Linked DNA regions of Arabidopsis thaliana: region 2 is linked to region 1. A link is a contact called in public capture Hi-C data. All regions are on one chromosome and are shown on one strand. The core of a region is the stretch at or near the end of the contact, and the rest is flanking DNA. Distances in the headings are between cores, read along the strand shown. Region 1 holds the start of AT4G10290 (RmlC-like cupins superfamily protein). Region 2 holds the start of NIP5;1 (NOD26-like intrinsic protein 5;1).

Region 1 (7,216 bases), core at 3,449-5,948:
AACAACTAAGGTAAAGTTTTGTCATGTTGACTTCGGAGATCTTGTTCGTAATTCTGTGATAATGTTTGATAACTTCTCTGCCCAGTTTGTTTGAAATTCAGTACTTGAGGTTCTCTATTGGACAGAAGATGAACATATGGACTACAACACTTGGACAATCCGTAATGGACAACCACACATTTTGTTTGCAGCGTATGTGTCGTTACAAAATTGAAAATCATTGTCCACGACCATACATGACTGCACAGCTTGGTGTTTGATAATTCAAGGAAAAAGCCATATAAAGGTTCTATTTCTTAATCTTACATTTTGGAAGAAATCAAATCATTGATTTAAGAAATAATATGTAAGCTTGGATGCTAGAGCTTTAGGTGATCCTATGGCCAGATTAGGATATTGATTTAACTTTGTTCTTACTGCTACTCAACATTGATTGTCTGGTATTAAGTTGTAAAAGAGTAATTTGACTTATCCATTTGTGTTGATATAATTGGTCATTATAATGTGATTAGTCAATAGAAAACCTTAGAGTACATAATATCAAACTTTTAACTTTGTTAATTTCTTTAGGCGAGTGGGTGAATACATCAGTTAGACTTGCTTTTGCACATCATGTGATCATCGTTATTGATGTCATCCAAAGAAATCTGTCCATTCATACGCAAACATGAAGGTACTGTTGTTTGGACACTCCTTACTTTAAAACCCCACCTTAGTTTGCAAGTCATTACTTGACTAATTTACTTTAAAAACAAAATTTAGGTTAGGAACATTGTGTCAGATCCTATTTTCGATACAAGTGGGAACATCCAAGTCAACAAACCTACAATGGGGTACCAAATTTTATTAATCGTCTACTCCTTGTTACGTTGGACATGATTTTTTGGATACTTTCTTACATTTTTTCCTTATTGAAGGTCGTGTTTCTTATGGTTTTTCTGACCATCTTCATTTCTACTTCAACTCAATCAGAACATTTTGGAGAGGCTTCCTGCATCCCAATCATTGAAAGATCCCCAAACTGAAAAAAAATTCTAATGAGCAAATGAAGGTCTACATGTACACTAAATTATCTTTATGATTTACAGTCCTTGTAATATTGGACAGTATTTTTTGGATAGATATTTAAATAATCTTCTTATTGGAGGCATCGCTTTTTGTTGGTGATCTAGTATTTGATATCAGTTCCAAACTTGACCAACATACTCAATCATCTCCCACACATAATCCCAAAGTTGGGTTATCTCCAATGGAAGTATTTCTTATCATCTACAACTGTCTATCGATGCACTCTATCTATCATTTGTAAATATGTCTTAGTAAAGTATAATAATTTCACAACATCATTATTATATCTTTCAGTATAAAATCTCTCTCTATCAAGATATGGATCTACACGATGTTGTGGATAATCAGGTAGGCATAAAATTAAATAACTAGAACATGTATATTTATTATTACTGAAAAGCAGTCAATTTTTACTACAACATTCTTAGTTCTATTATTAATTGTTTACAGAAAACATAAGATTGCTATCAAAGTCTTGTTAGTTATGTTGTGAAACCAATCTCTGAAGACCTAACATAACGCAAGTTAGTTATGTTTGCAGACAAATCCATCTTCTCGTCCGTTTAATTGTTATATGATCGGACGGTCATTATTTCTCATTAACTTCTATTTAAACTGCAAATCTTACCACGTTCATTTGATCCGAATTAACCCATTATTCTACACGTGTTTGGTACACACAATTACAAACCAAAACCAATGACCGGTTATTCTTCTTTTCGTGATTCAGTTTATTTGGGGTATAATGGTCTATTTTCACTCCAAAAACAAAGAAAAGTGTCTCAACCTTGGAAAGTGCCTGTTTTGTCTAAACTTTTTCCCAAAGTGCCTTATTACGGAACATTCCCTATATAATTAGGTTTGCTCATTTTACGAGATTGTAAATGTATTTTGGTTTGTTTCACAATGTTTGTTTTAATTTAATGCCGAAATTTAATACAAATAAGTCAAAAATTTCAAATTTTGGTTGTTTTAGATTTAGTCAATATTGTAGGTGAGATAAGGAAAAAATAATTTATTGTGTTTCGCGTGACATATGAGATTGCCATATATTTTGAATCTTTTTGGTTTGTTACACAATTAATTTCGTAAAAAAATTAAACCATTAATTAAAAAAGAATTAAATAATTAAAATTCAGTATTAACCATTGTAAATAAGTCTTAACTCCAGGATTTATTTCACAAAATGCCTGCAAAAATGTATATGTAGATGATGTACAAAATTAATACATGTTCTACTCTTTATAATTAAAAAAATTCCCACACATAATTACTTTACAATTACCTTTTAATTAAAAAATGTTAAAAATATGATGATTAAAAAAAATTGGTTAATATAAAATAACTTCGTAAAAAAATTGGTTAATATATAATAACTTCACTAAACGAAATTATCAAATAAAATATTTTTTTGTTAGCAAACAATTATCAAATAAAATTTAAGTGGTATTTATGGAATAATATTTTTATATTAGTAAAAATAAAAAGCTTGGAAAAAAGTAAGTAAGTAATAACTGGGCATTTTTCATAAAGGCCATTAATATGTTTCTTTTAAATGTTGTGGCCGATGTTTCTAATATGTTTTTGCCTCATAATGGTGTTTTGTGAAACAAATTAAAGGATTCTAAAATGAAGACAATTACAGGTTTGAACCAAATCCCAAGGTAAAGACATATATTAGATCAAGATTTAAAACAAACTTATATAGGTCTAGCTGCCTTATGAAGTAAAAAGATTTAAATCCATTAATTTATGCTTTTTAAGGTAACTCAGATTCTTCAATCTCAGACTCTCTATAATAACGTTTCTTCACATCTTCAATTACATCGACAAAAACATTCATGTCTTGAGGAAACACAACCAAATCCCCTGCCACAAATTCTAAGGCTTCTCCTTCTTTGTGATGGTCTTCTACTTTCACTTTCAATTTCCCCTCGACGAAGTACATTGTTTCTGTCTTCTTAAATTTCCATGGAAATTTGCGAGGCATGCTTTCCCATCTGCTTAAGTTTGATCTCACAGTTAGTTAGTCAACCATACATGTACATATGACTCATGACTTCAAATGCAACTTATTTTAAGGTTGATCAGTGTTTCAGTTTCTTTTCCTAAACTAATGTTCGAGCACATAGGCTTAACACCTGCCATATAGCAAAAATATATATATTTCTTCGTTTATTTTCTTTTTGGAAAGACTAACACAATAGCATATATTTAAGGTATCAATCTTGGTGGTTTCATTTGATCAATATGAAAAGGCAGTCGCTAGAAACATTTCAACAAAAGTTTCGATGTGATGTAGTACAATTTACGAGTAATCTTTCAAAATTTGCTAGTTAATGATCGGGAATTTATCTTTCTCAGAAACTTTCAAAGATTTTTGATGATCCATTCATTGAAAATCTATATAAAAACATTTATGACGGACTTATACGTAAATCTCTAAAAATTCCGTCAAAAATCAAAAATATTTCTTGTTGTAGGACCTAACTAAATGAATATCAGTATATAGATTATTGGGACAAGAAGTCAAGATGTTGTTGGAAAGTTCTCATCGTCAATTTTATCATTGTTTTACCTTCATGGATTTAATGTTGTTCCAATATTATAGATGCAAATCAACACACACGTACATAACTATGTTTCTGTTATTGAATTAATACATAATTATTAAAACAATAATTTACTTATGATCTCTTCTTCTTCTTACGTGAATGAACGTAAGCTGATAGAGACTTGCGATATCGCAATCTCCTAAGACATAATTATGCCCCTACTTTGATGTAAGTAGATTCTATGGGTGTTTATCTTACAATATACAACTATCAATCTCTGTATTAACACCTTACAAAATCCTAACAAATCTACTTTGAGTTTCTGATAAATTAATTTTGGAGAAGAAATAGATTTTTCTATCGTATCTTCCTCTTTGTTGTGATGTCTTTTCACAACCAATCGTACATGTGTATTTTCCTTAATCGACACATCTCTTTGTTTTTATGTAAATATTCATATGTTTATGTATACAATATAATAAACTCCAACAATACCCCACATTTTCTTATTCAAACTCAATATTTAAATGATAAGAATACTGATTCTCAGGTTATGTCGAAATTTTGGTTTAAATCTCATGGTTAACAAAAACAAATGAAAATCCTAAAGTAATAGAAAATGATGTAACTTGCGAAATTAGATCAACATTAACATACCATGACTCTTGACCTCCATTCCATAGGAATACTAAGGCAATTAGTGTCCCATGATAATTTTATGTATTTTTAATCGTTAAGGGATAAAAATACTATTTAAAACTCTAATTTCTATATATTTTATGCCATTGAAATGAAATTTATATAAATAAAAAAAAGAAATCAAAAGTATAGGAAAGAAGACCGACAATTGCCAAGAGGTAACCCCGAGTTCAGCAAGCTTAGCATCCGAAGTTTGTCTCATGACCTTGACTCCATGAATTTCAGTGGGAACCTCAGGAGCGAATATCGAATCATGATTAAGTTCCATAGTTGAAACTCAAACTAAATGATGAACAAAGAAGAGATGAATATGTGTTGTTTCATAAAAGATGTGTCCATATTTAAAACCATCGCGTAACAACGATAGTAGGGTAACATTGCCGTAAATGAAATAAGGTTGTACGTCCTGATAATAACACATTGAACTACATGACAACAGAGAGAAAGTTGTGGTTGCTATAATTCTAGTACTCGTAAATAGTGCCGTCCCATGTTTTTAGTGTGGCTAGTACTGATTTTTTTAGGGACACCGAAGATATTAATACAATCGAAATATTTGTAATGTCACTATAGAAAAAGGACGAAATTAATTGAGACTCTCCCGACACATGAAAAATCTCATGAATATAATTTTGATGTTGTCGTTATCAGTTTTTGATTGTGTTAAATATGTAAAGTAGATAGATGATAAAATTCACAAGATTGTTATACGAGTCCTATATTTCATGCAGGTCGCAAGGACATGATGAATTTTATAGAATAAGTAGATGTTATCCATTATAAATTACTTGAGAAATACTCTTAGTCAAACCAATCAAAATACCACAACATGTCATATCATACTATATTTAAAATAAATAAAAATTAAAATAATAAAACACAACAAATTCAGGAAACAAAATCTCTATAAACCAAACCGACATGTAATTCAATTTAATTGTAAAAATCTAAATTCTTATCATTTTTATAAACCCAAACTGACATATAATTTTGTTTAATTATAAAATTTAAACCCTAAACCTTGTTGTTATAAACTCAAATCGATATACAATTTTTTTTGAATTGTAAAATTTGAACCCTAAATCTTAAGAGCTGGTGAATAGTAGAGATTCACCGCTAGGAGTGAATCCAATAATTATTTTTTATAAAAATATTATCCTCTCGTATTATTAACAAAAATGTCACGGTGAAATGTCGTTCACAAAGCGATTATCAACCCAATTTTACTAGGATATTTACAGATTTTGTCATTAGTCTTATATTTACAATTACACATAAATAAATAAACAGAATTTCAATTAAAAAGCAATTAATCTTTCAAAAAGTTTAAAATATATTACATGTTTCTTAACACATATAAATCTCATATATTAATCAATAATATAAGAATTTTTGTAACAAAGACTACAATGCATTTACTTAATCATAAAAATTGAAATATGAAAAAAGAAGAAAAGAAAACAAAGAAGAGAGTTTTGAGTTTTTCTTCGGAAATGAATTAAAATCTCTCAAGTTTTTTCTTTGAAAATGGATAAAATCTCTCAAAAACTGGATTCTCTAATTTTGTATTTAGAAAAACCAAATTTGTAAAATCCTGAATGGCTATAGTATAGATTTTTGGAAAAACTGAATCTACTTACAAACTAATATTGAAGGCTTTAGTTTTCCTAGAAATGTTTTTTAAGAAAAACTTTTTGTTCCCATTTAAGTTTTTTAGTTTTTTAATTATCATTTCTACGAGAATCCATTTTTTGCTCTACATTAGTATTTTCTTAAAATCATTCATGGTTTTAGGCTTGTCCCTGCCCAACATGAAAACTATTTTTTTTTGTGAAAATCTAATAAGCTTCTCTCTAAAAAATATTTGTTGTTTAAAAATCAAAGTTTTTCTAAGTGTCGATCAAATGCAAAAAATCCTCTTAAAGAAAGAGAAAATCCTCTGAATCAAGTGTGAAAAGTCATCTTAATCTAATGAAGAATGTGAGTTTTTTTTTTTATTATTTTGAAAAGAGTCAAAATAACTCATAAATTGAGTTCTAATTGTTTTTGTTTGTAGAAATCACAATCAAATTGAGGAGAGTTTGTCTAAGAATCCATGTGATATGCGACTAAGAAAATGCTCCAATTCTCCCTCATGATTTCAATGTTTCACGATTAATCTGAGTCCCGTCTCAAACATTTTGACAACCTTAGGCAAAACAAAAAATAGGCATTTTATTTAGACCATGCCAATAAAATACACAAAACTAAATTGTGGTTTTATATTTATAAATTTGTTGGTATTTTATCTTAAACATTTTTTTGATATTGACCCTTTTTATAACTTTTTCTGATTTTTTTCAAATCTTACAGCAAAAAAAAATAATTATAGGTCTTTTTAATTTTGGACCTTACACAAATGTTTATGCTGTCATGGATCATAGACGGCCTAATTGATTCTCATGTTTTGAGAACTTTCTCCAATCCCATGAGAATGGCTACTCTAGATAAATTACAGTTGAACTTGTAGTATCAGATGAAAAACATTTCATTCCGTACATAGTATGGATAAACTACCTAGTATATTAGTATACATGATGAATTTGATAAACATCTTTTTAAGAGGTCTTCTTAAAAAAATACAGTAATTTTAACTTTGTAATTAGATAATAGAGTAGTTTTAAATTTTTGTTAGTTTTTGTGTAGTCTCTTATGAATAGTTTTTGTGAAAGTGAAGAAAAAAAAGACGAAATTGCTTTTATCTCTAATATTTATATATATAACTTCATGGATAAGATTCACAAGTGAAAGTTTCAAATAAAATAGCCAAAGATGTGTGCAACTTCGTAATTACATAAAAATGTGGAGCATTTCCGAATAAGTCCAAATATGTGGAGCAATTCATAAAATACCCG
Region 2 (7,216 bases), core at 2,031-4,530, 54 kb after region 1:
AAGAGAGACTTACGGCACGAGTGTCGGTAGCGACGGCAGTTACAACAAAGAGGAGAATGAAAGTGATGATGAACTCAAGAGCAAAGGCTTGTCCAAGGCTAACAGATGGAATAGTGACACCACCGGACATAAAAGGATGGAACACTCCTTTAAGTGCGAATGAAGCGCAAATGGAAGCTGAGACTTGAGCCGCTATGTAAGCAGGGACGTGTGCCCAAGGGAAGTGCCTTAGAGCAGCGAATGCTATGGTCAGTGATGGGTTTAGGTGAGCCCCTGAGATATGACCTGTTGAGAGTATTATGATCATCACTGCGAGTCCTGCGCATGCAGCGTTACCGATTAGGGTTTCTGCTCCATCGTATTTCTGGTTCACGATTGGACCGGCTGTCGCGGTGAATATCAAGATGAATGTTCCCACGAACTCGGCTCCAAGCTGCATTACACACATACAAGATAGCAATGTTAAACAAGTACTAGATGAATAGAGGCTAGAGAGTAAGAAAGAGATGTTTCTTGTCTAACAAGAATACAGTTTTTGTATTCTTGAAAATAAAAAATTTCTTTTTAATAACTAGAGGGTTCTGAGTCGAAGCAATAAAACTATTGAATTAGTATTATTTCTGCTGTCCAATTTTTCAAAATTTGTCATTAGTAGTTACTAGTTAGTAAAATACAGTCAACGGTTAGTATTATAGCGTGTGATCTGTCTATATCCTCCTCCACGTTAACGAGCATCAACCAATCATAATATTAATCATATGTTATATATCAAGGAAAAAATTCGTAAATAATTAACACTAATCATAAGAATTACAACACTACTTTAATATTATTGGTTAATGATTAACTCTAGAGTTATATTATTGGTTAATGATTAACTCTAGAGAGTAATATTATTGGTTATGATAAAAGGACAAGAGCCGTGGATTGCGCTAAAAGAATCCCATCCGGTGGCGCTGCTTCCGTCATGGACAGAAAAAGAAAACGCTCACAACAATTAAATGAATCAAAGACCTAACCAAACCATACGTAACATAGATCTTTCACAAAAACAATACAAGTAAATTGACGTAATATTTAACTACTTTGTATTCGTCATTGCAAAACAAAACCGATTAAATCTAACTATTTTTCGTTTAGTATAAATAAGCGTGACCGTTTTATTTTTCGTCAAAACAAAAACAAACCATTATATTTACGCAACTTGCGTGTTAATTTTATTAATGTTATCATAGTCAAGACTATTAGCTCATTGTCACAAGAACAATAAACTAATTGTTACAAGATCAATAAACTAACATACATATAGTCCATAAAATTGAAATATGAGGTGAGTCGGTGTCCATTGAATAAATTAAGTTGAGATCGAGTGGGCCTTAATTCGAGAGTTATACTATTATTTTCTCTTAGTTTTTCTTAGACTTATTTTGTTTGTACATTAATTTCACTCTCTTTCTATTTGCCAATTTAATTCTCGGTTGCGACTGCTAGTTCATGTCGTGTTAAAACCTCCTCCAAGTGTGACGTAAACCCCTATGATCTTTTTCAATATCTTATCATATACATAAATAATAAAAATCGGTTACAAGAATAAAGAAGTATTATCTTTTGGTCACTACTTCTCTGTATTTCAGAGCTTACAAAAACCATAAATTACGATCGATTTGTGAGTTTCCCTATAGTACATCTATATTTATAATATTGTCTCGATCTCATTTTTTTTTTTCCCAATTCATTATTTTCCCAACGTGGATTCCAATGTTTTCTAATGAACGAGCCATTGGATTTCTTTTATTAGATTAAAATAAAATATGAGATATTTACTTTGTAAGGTTATAACGCTATTGTAATTTTTAGGCTTACGTAGGGTTCCTAGCCAGAAATTTTAAAACTTTTGATAACACTTTCTTAATCTTAAAATATGTAAAATATTAATGATTTTGACTGTAATTCTATTGTTAGGTTTACTGACAATATGCAATATGCGGTTATGGATCCGGATGGTGACGAATGAGTATATTGATATTACTAGCACAAACCACTTAACATACAATTTGTAGTCGATTTTCTTACGGTAATTTGGAATTATATATATTAAAAAAATAAGATATACTAAGAATTATGAGTAAAATAAAATAAAAAGAGGAAGATGGCTAACCTTGCGAGTGAGGGAGACATCAGGAGAGGGAAAATCGGTGAAGCATGTGTCATGTTGACCCCAAGTTGATCCCATCACCGGCAAGCATTTGCATCGAGGCGTTGGTTTCCGATGATCAAACGACATTGAATCCACTCTCATCCCCGTGATCAACGGTCCTCCCGGTGTTCCCGGTGTCCCCGGCGTTGGAGGAGCCATCACCATTACCGCACCCACCTCAGCCTCCGGTGGAGCCATTTCCAACGTTTTTTTTTTTGGTTTTTTTTTTGGTTTTTGTTTAAAATAAAAGTACTAAATTCTAATTTTTTTTTGTTTTTTTTTGGTGAGGGGAAATAAATTGATAGAGACGAAATTTACATGATTTGAAATTTTTATAAATTTGTGTTTACACTTGTGTTTTAAACTTCGCCAGTACCGGTTTCACCAAACACAAGTTAAAACTAGAGAGATCAATAAATGAGAAAACTCATCAATCGATCAAAAACTTTTTTTTTGTTTTTTTTTTTGAGAAGAAGAAAACGAAAATGGAGCTAGGACTTAAATTTACATGCTTTGAAAGATTTTTATAAAGCTGTTACTACGTTTTAAGAAGAAGAACAAGAAAGATAGCCACCTTAAGAAATAAAAACCAAACTCAGAAACCGAATCTTATAAAAAGCAAAGACAACACACACATAGAGAGATATGCCTACGTTAACACTGAACAAAGACTGATTCTCAAAGCTAAGGTTGTGAATAAAAAGAGAAAAGAAGTTGGAATGAAGATGATGGGTTTGGTTAGTCTTTGAGCTTATGTTATATTTATATGTGTTTGTGTTTTATATAGAAAAGAGATTATTATGCATTGAACCCAAAAAAATGAATTATAAGAAAAAAAAGTCAACTCCAATATCTTATTGCTTTTATATAACAGCTTCATTCATCTACTGACTCTCTTTTTGAGATTTTGTTGAACTGCTAAAGTCACCGGTGCTTTTGTCACAGGCAGATTCGTTACCGTTGGATCTAAGTAATTCTCTCCGTGTGTGACGGTTAGGAATTGCACATGCGCGGTGAGGGCATCACTCATTCGCCACCCCACGACCCTCCAATAATTGAATATAAAATTTCTCTTAAGTCTAGGGAAGAGCGTTTGATTCGTGTAACAATATTTAAATAGAACCAATTTCATTTTTTTTTTCATATATAAAATTAACTTAAATTTAAGTGTATATCAAATATATATATATATATATATATATTTATTTATTTAATATTCTTCACACTGATTTTTTTTCATTTTATTTGATATTTTCAATTTTTTATTATTTTAAAGTAATATTTTTTTATCTGTACAATTTGTTTTATTATTGATGCGATAATATTTAGTTAAAAATAATTTTTGTATTAAATAAAAAAGGAAATGACTTTTAATTTTGTGCCAAAATCTTAAACATCACTTATATTAAAACATAGGATAGGAAATAGGTGTTTGAGTTAAAAAAGAATTATCTTAACTAAATTTTATAATACAAGATATAACTAGTTTAGACTAACTTAAATGACTTTTTTGTCCAAAAAAAGAAAAGAAAATAAGAGATTAACTTAAATGACCTAAAGCAATCACCTTAGACATAAGTTGGCCCTTTGTGTAAGTCTAGTGAAGAAGCATTGAAAATTGACAATATTACTATCAAATAATTGACCTAAAGCAATTGCTTTAGACATAAGTTCGCTTTATCTAAATTCTTTTCAATGGGATTTTCGTCGCGATGATTCTACAATGTAAAACAGGTCCAACATAACTTAGGTCCGCAATATTTTGCAAAACTGGCATTCGATGACATGAGTAAATCTCTTGTGCTATTTCTCACGATTAAGATTTTCTTAGTTGGCCAAATGAAAACGTGTTAGTGGCTTGATTTTTTAGATTTGACATAGTTGATGGCAAAAAATAATGGATTTTCTGTGTTAAAAAGGTATTTAATGCTGTAGAATATGAAGTTTAATTCGAATAAAAGAAGTTTAATTCAAAATATATTGTGACATGATATCACATTTTATAAATATAATTGATTAACACTACTTGCAAAATGAGATATCATACAAAAAACATTAATTACACCCCTTTCTCTAATAAGTTAACATACTTAACTAAATCTATGATGACAAAAGAATACATACAATATTGTGGTATACCATATACACACAAATGACATTGTGTCACTTTGCTTATTATTCTCTTACATTAGGTACCCCAAAAAAAATGCAATTTGTACAATGCACTCTGTTTTTTTGAACAAAATAAAAGATGAAGATATATCTCTTTAATTTATTCCTATGACCTCCCCCTCTTTCCTCGTAGGTTCTTTTCTTTTTCTTTTTGTGTGTACAATTATACCGTATAATATCAAAGTGAATGATTATTCCGAAACGTGGGGAGGAGCTTCGTGAGTTGTATTATGATAATAAACAAAAAGGAGATTTGTCAAAACTCAAAGTGATTATTGTTTAGTTCTATTCAACATAAAGCAAAGCAACTATACTTGTTCCATTGATTGTGATTATTGGAATTAAATCAAATTATTAATTAAGGGTTTAATTTTTTTTATCAAAAAGGGTTTAATTACTTTAGTTACTTTAACTAGACATACAAAAAGAGATTCCTCAGACCGTCTAAATTAGCCTATTTTAGGGTAAATTTCAGACAATTGGAAAAGTAATTTAGTGGCAGGGAATGCTTGCTTTCGAATTCACCTTTCCTCGTCTTGAATCTTGATTGATGTAATTTTTTCCTTAATTATTGTTCATTAAATGCTTGCTATTGCCAGAGAGAGAGGAATCATCCTTCGTAGAGTTCATTTTTTTTTTTGCTTGTTTGATTCCTTTCGCATGTAGTACATGCAAGTGGAACATTCGAATAGAACCTCGATTATAAAACAAATAAAATAATACTTTTATAGTTGTGTTCATAAATTATGGTCTATAATTTTTTTATTTAAAAAAACTGTACATGAAGGACAAGTTTGGCAGTTAGCTCCGATATAGTTCTTAGAAGCAAATCTAGCCTCAATGGCTGTTGATATACATTATCATCCGAGTATTAAACCGATAAGATAAAATGATTTCGGATATCAGTGTTATATTGATGGTTTTTGGAAAGAAAATAACTTTTTCGTTGGATTATGATGGTTTTGTGCTTATCCAACCGATGGAACGCATGATATGGAAACTGCAAATGTTCGAAGAAGCTTAACATCACTACATGCAGAGGTAGAAACAGTAGTTTCGGTGATGAAATGTATGATCGACCAAGAGAAGCGAGAAATAGTTTTCCATACAGATAACTTAGATATGGTGAAAATCGCTTGCATGGTTGATAGGAAGCGATTCAAAACAATATGAAAGAGTTTGATTCATTTTCTTTATTTTGATTTCTGAAAATGCAAATGCAAAAACGGATAATCTAGCACGGAAATATTTTATACAACCACATTTTATCATCTATGTGAACAATATTTTTCAATATTGCTTTTGTTTGAGTCAATCTAATACAGTATATTTGTTGCAAACAAAAAAAAAAACTGTACATACAAATTAGGGATTTATTAGTTTTCTAAAAGTATAACTTCATCCAACATGTATTTTTAAATAAACCCTTTATAAAAAAATGTATATCTTAAAATATTTTTCTGAAACTTACAAATAGTTACGTTTGAAACGGTCCTTCATGTAGAGATCAAAACTAAACCAATAAATTTGCGTACTGTTAGCTAATATGGAGTGAAATGTGTAGGTTAATTTAATTCGGTCATGTAACTTATGAAATAAACTTATAAACTATATTCCATAATTTTTTTTAATAAACTTTAATATTACTTATATAGAAACGGGTTTGAACGCAACTTTTAAATGTATGTGTCAGATAGAGAAAACGGATTCATGCTTTAAACTGTTATTAATATTTTAAATATGTATAAATTAATATTATAACATTTCACATACGTAAATGTAATAAAAAGTGATACTTATGTAAATGTATTTATCTTCTTCAATAATTGTTTTTCTAAATTTTATTACATAATGAATAAATATTATGTCACTACACAAGTTAAAAAATAGATTTCTATTTTAAATGAAGCTTCTAAAAACCAAATTTCAAAATTTTCACATCGGAAACTTTTTTTCTTTTTCTTAAAGCTCATATCAGTCATATGGAAACCTATTCTTTGACTTGCCAATATTTTAAACAAGTATCTTCGCCGACCTGTATCCGGTCATTCGCATCCATGTTTAGCAGCTAGTGAGCTACCATGACCACTTGCCACTTCTTGCCATTATTGATGACCACCATTAACAATTATAGTAAATCGTCTAGCCGAAACTATAGAAATATATGTCATCAATAGCTATATATAATATATAACTAATCCGCTGATTAGAAATCAATCAAATGGGTTCAATGTCTTTTACTGTTTTAGAGACATAAGAAATTCATCTTTACCTGAAAACTCTTTTGTTGTTTTGCAATCGAAAACACCAACCTCTATTATTAGGTTAATTATAGGCCATTTGCAAAGAAAGAAAAAATGCTAATTAAGTATGTCATACAGTAATATTCAATGACCATATGTTATTATAAACCCTTGCATGATACATTAAATTATACTAAGATATTAATTGAATAATGGAAATAATTGCATGATCTCTGTTCCGGATGTTGTTTTATAGTAACAATTTACATAAGTTTGAATATTTTTTTTTAAAAAAAAGTAATGGAATAATGAAATAATTGCATGAGCTCTGTTTGGGTGTTGTTTTATAGTAATTAGATTGGATTATTTTTTTTCGTTCATAAGTCACTATTGGCTTTGTTTTCGTGCTAAGTGATTTGGAGATATATATTTTTGTGATGAATTTAGTATATGACCAAAATCTAACCCAAAACAACAAGAGTATGACTCAAAAAAACTTTCAAGAATATTTTTTTTTTTCCTGTTATTTTTTTCTTAAAAAATGGCTACTACCTGTTATAAATACAAGAGTAAAATCGTAGGGACTGAGTACCAAAAGAAAGTG

Evidence for each region. Capture Hi-C pulls out chosen DNA fragments and counts their contacts.
Region 2: a capture Hi-C map of shoot shows a contact between it and region 1, with 2.2 times the contacts expected there. A contact is called at or near these places in 3 of 26 Hi-C or Micro-C datasets (leaf, rosette leaf and shoot) and 2 of 3 other capture datasets (seedling and shoot).

The regions. Positions count from the first base shown.
Region 1 is chr4:6,377,131-6,384,346 of TAIR10.1, forward strand. AT4G10290 (RmlC-like cupins superfamily protein) reads right to left here and starts at 4,699. Exons shown (of 2, transcript NM_117097.3): 1 at 4,469-4,699; 2 at 2,571-3,068. The coding sequence starts at 4,590. The coding sequence ends at 2,828.
Region 2 is chr4:6,432,116-6,439,331 of TAIR10.1, forward strand. NIP5;1 (NOD26-like intrinsic protein 5;1) reads right to left here and starts at 3,281. Exons shown (of 4, transcript NM_117106.3): 1 at 2,159-3,281; 2 at 14-433. The coding sequence starts at 2,395.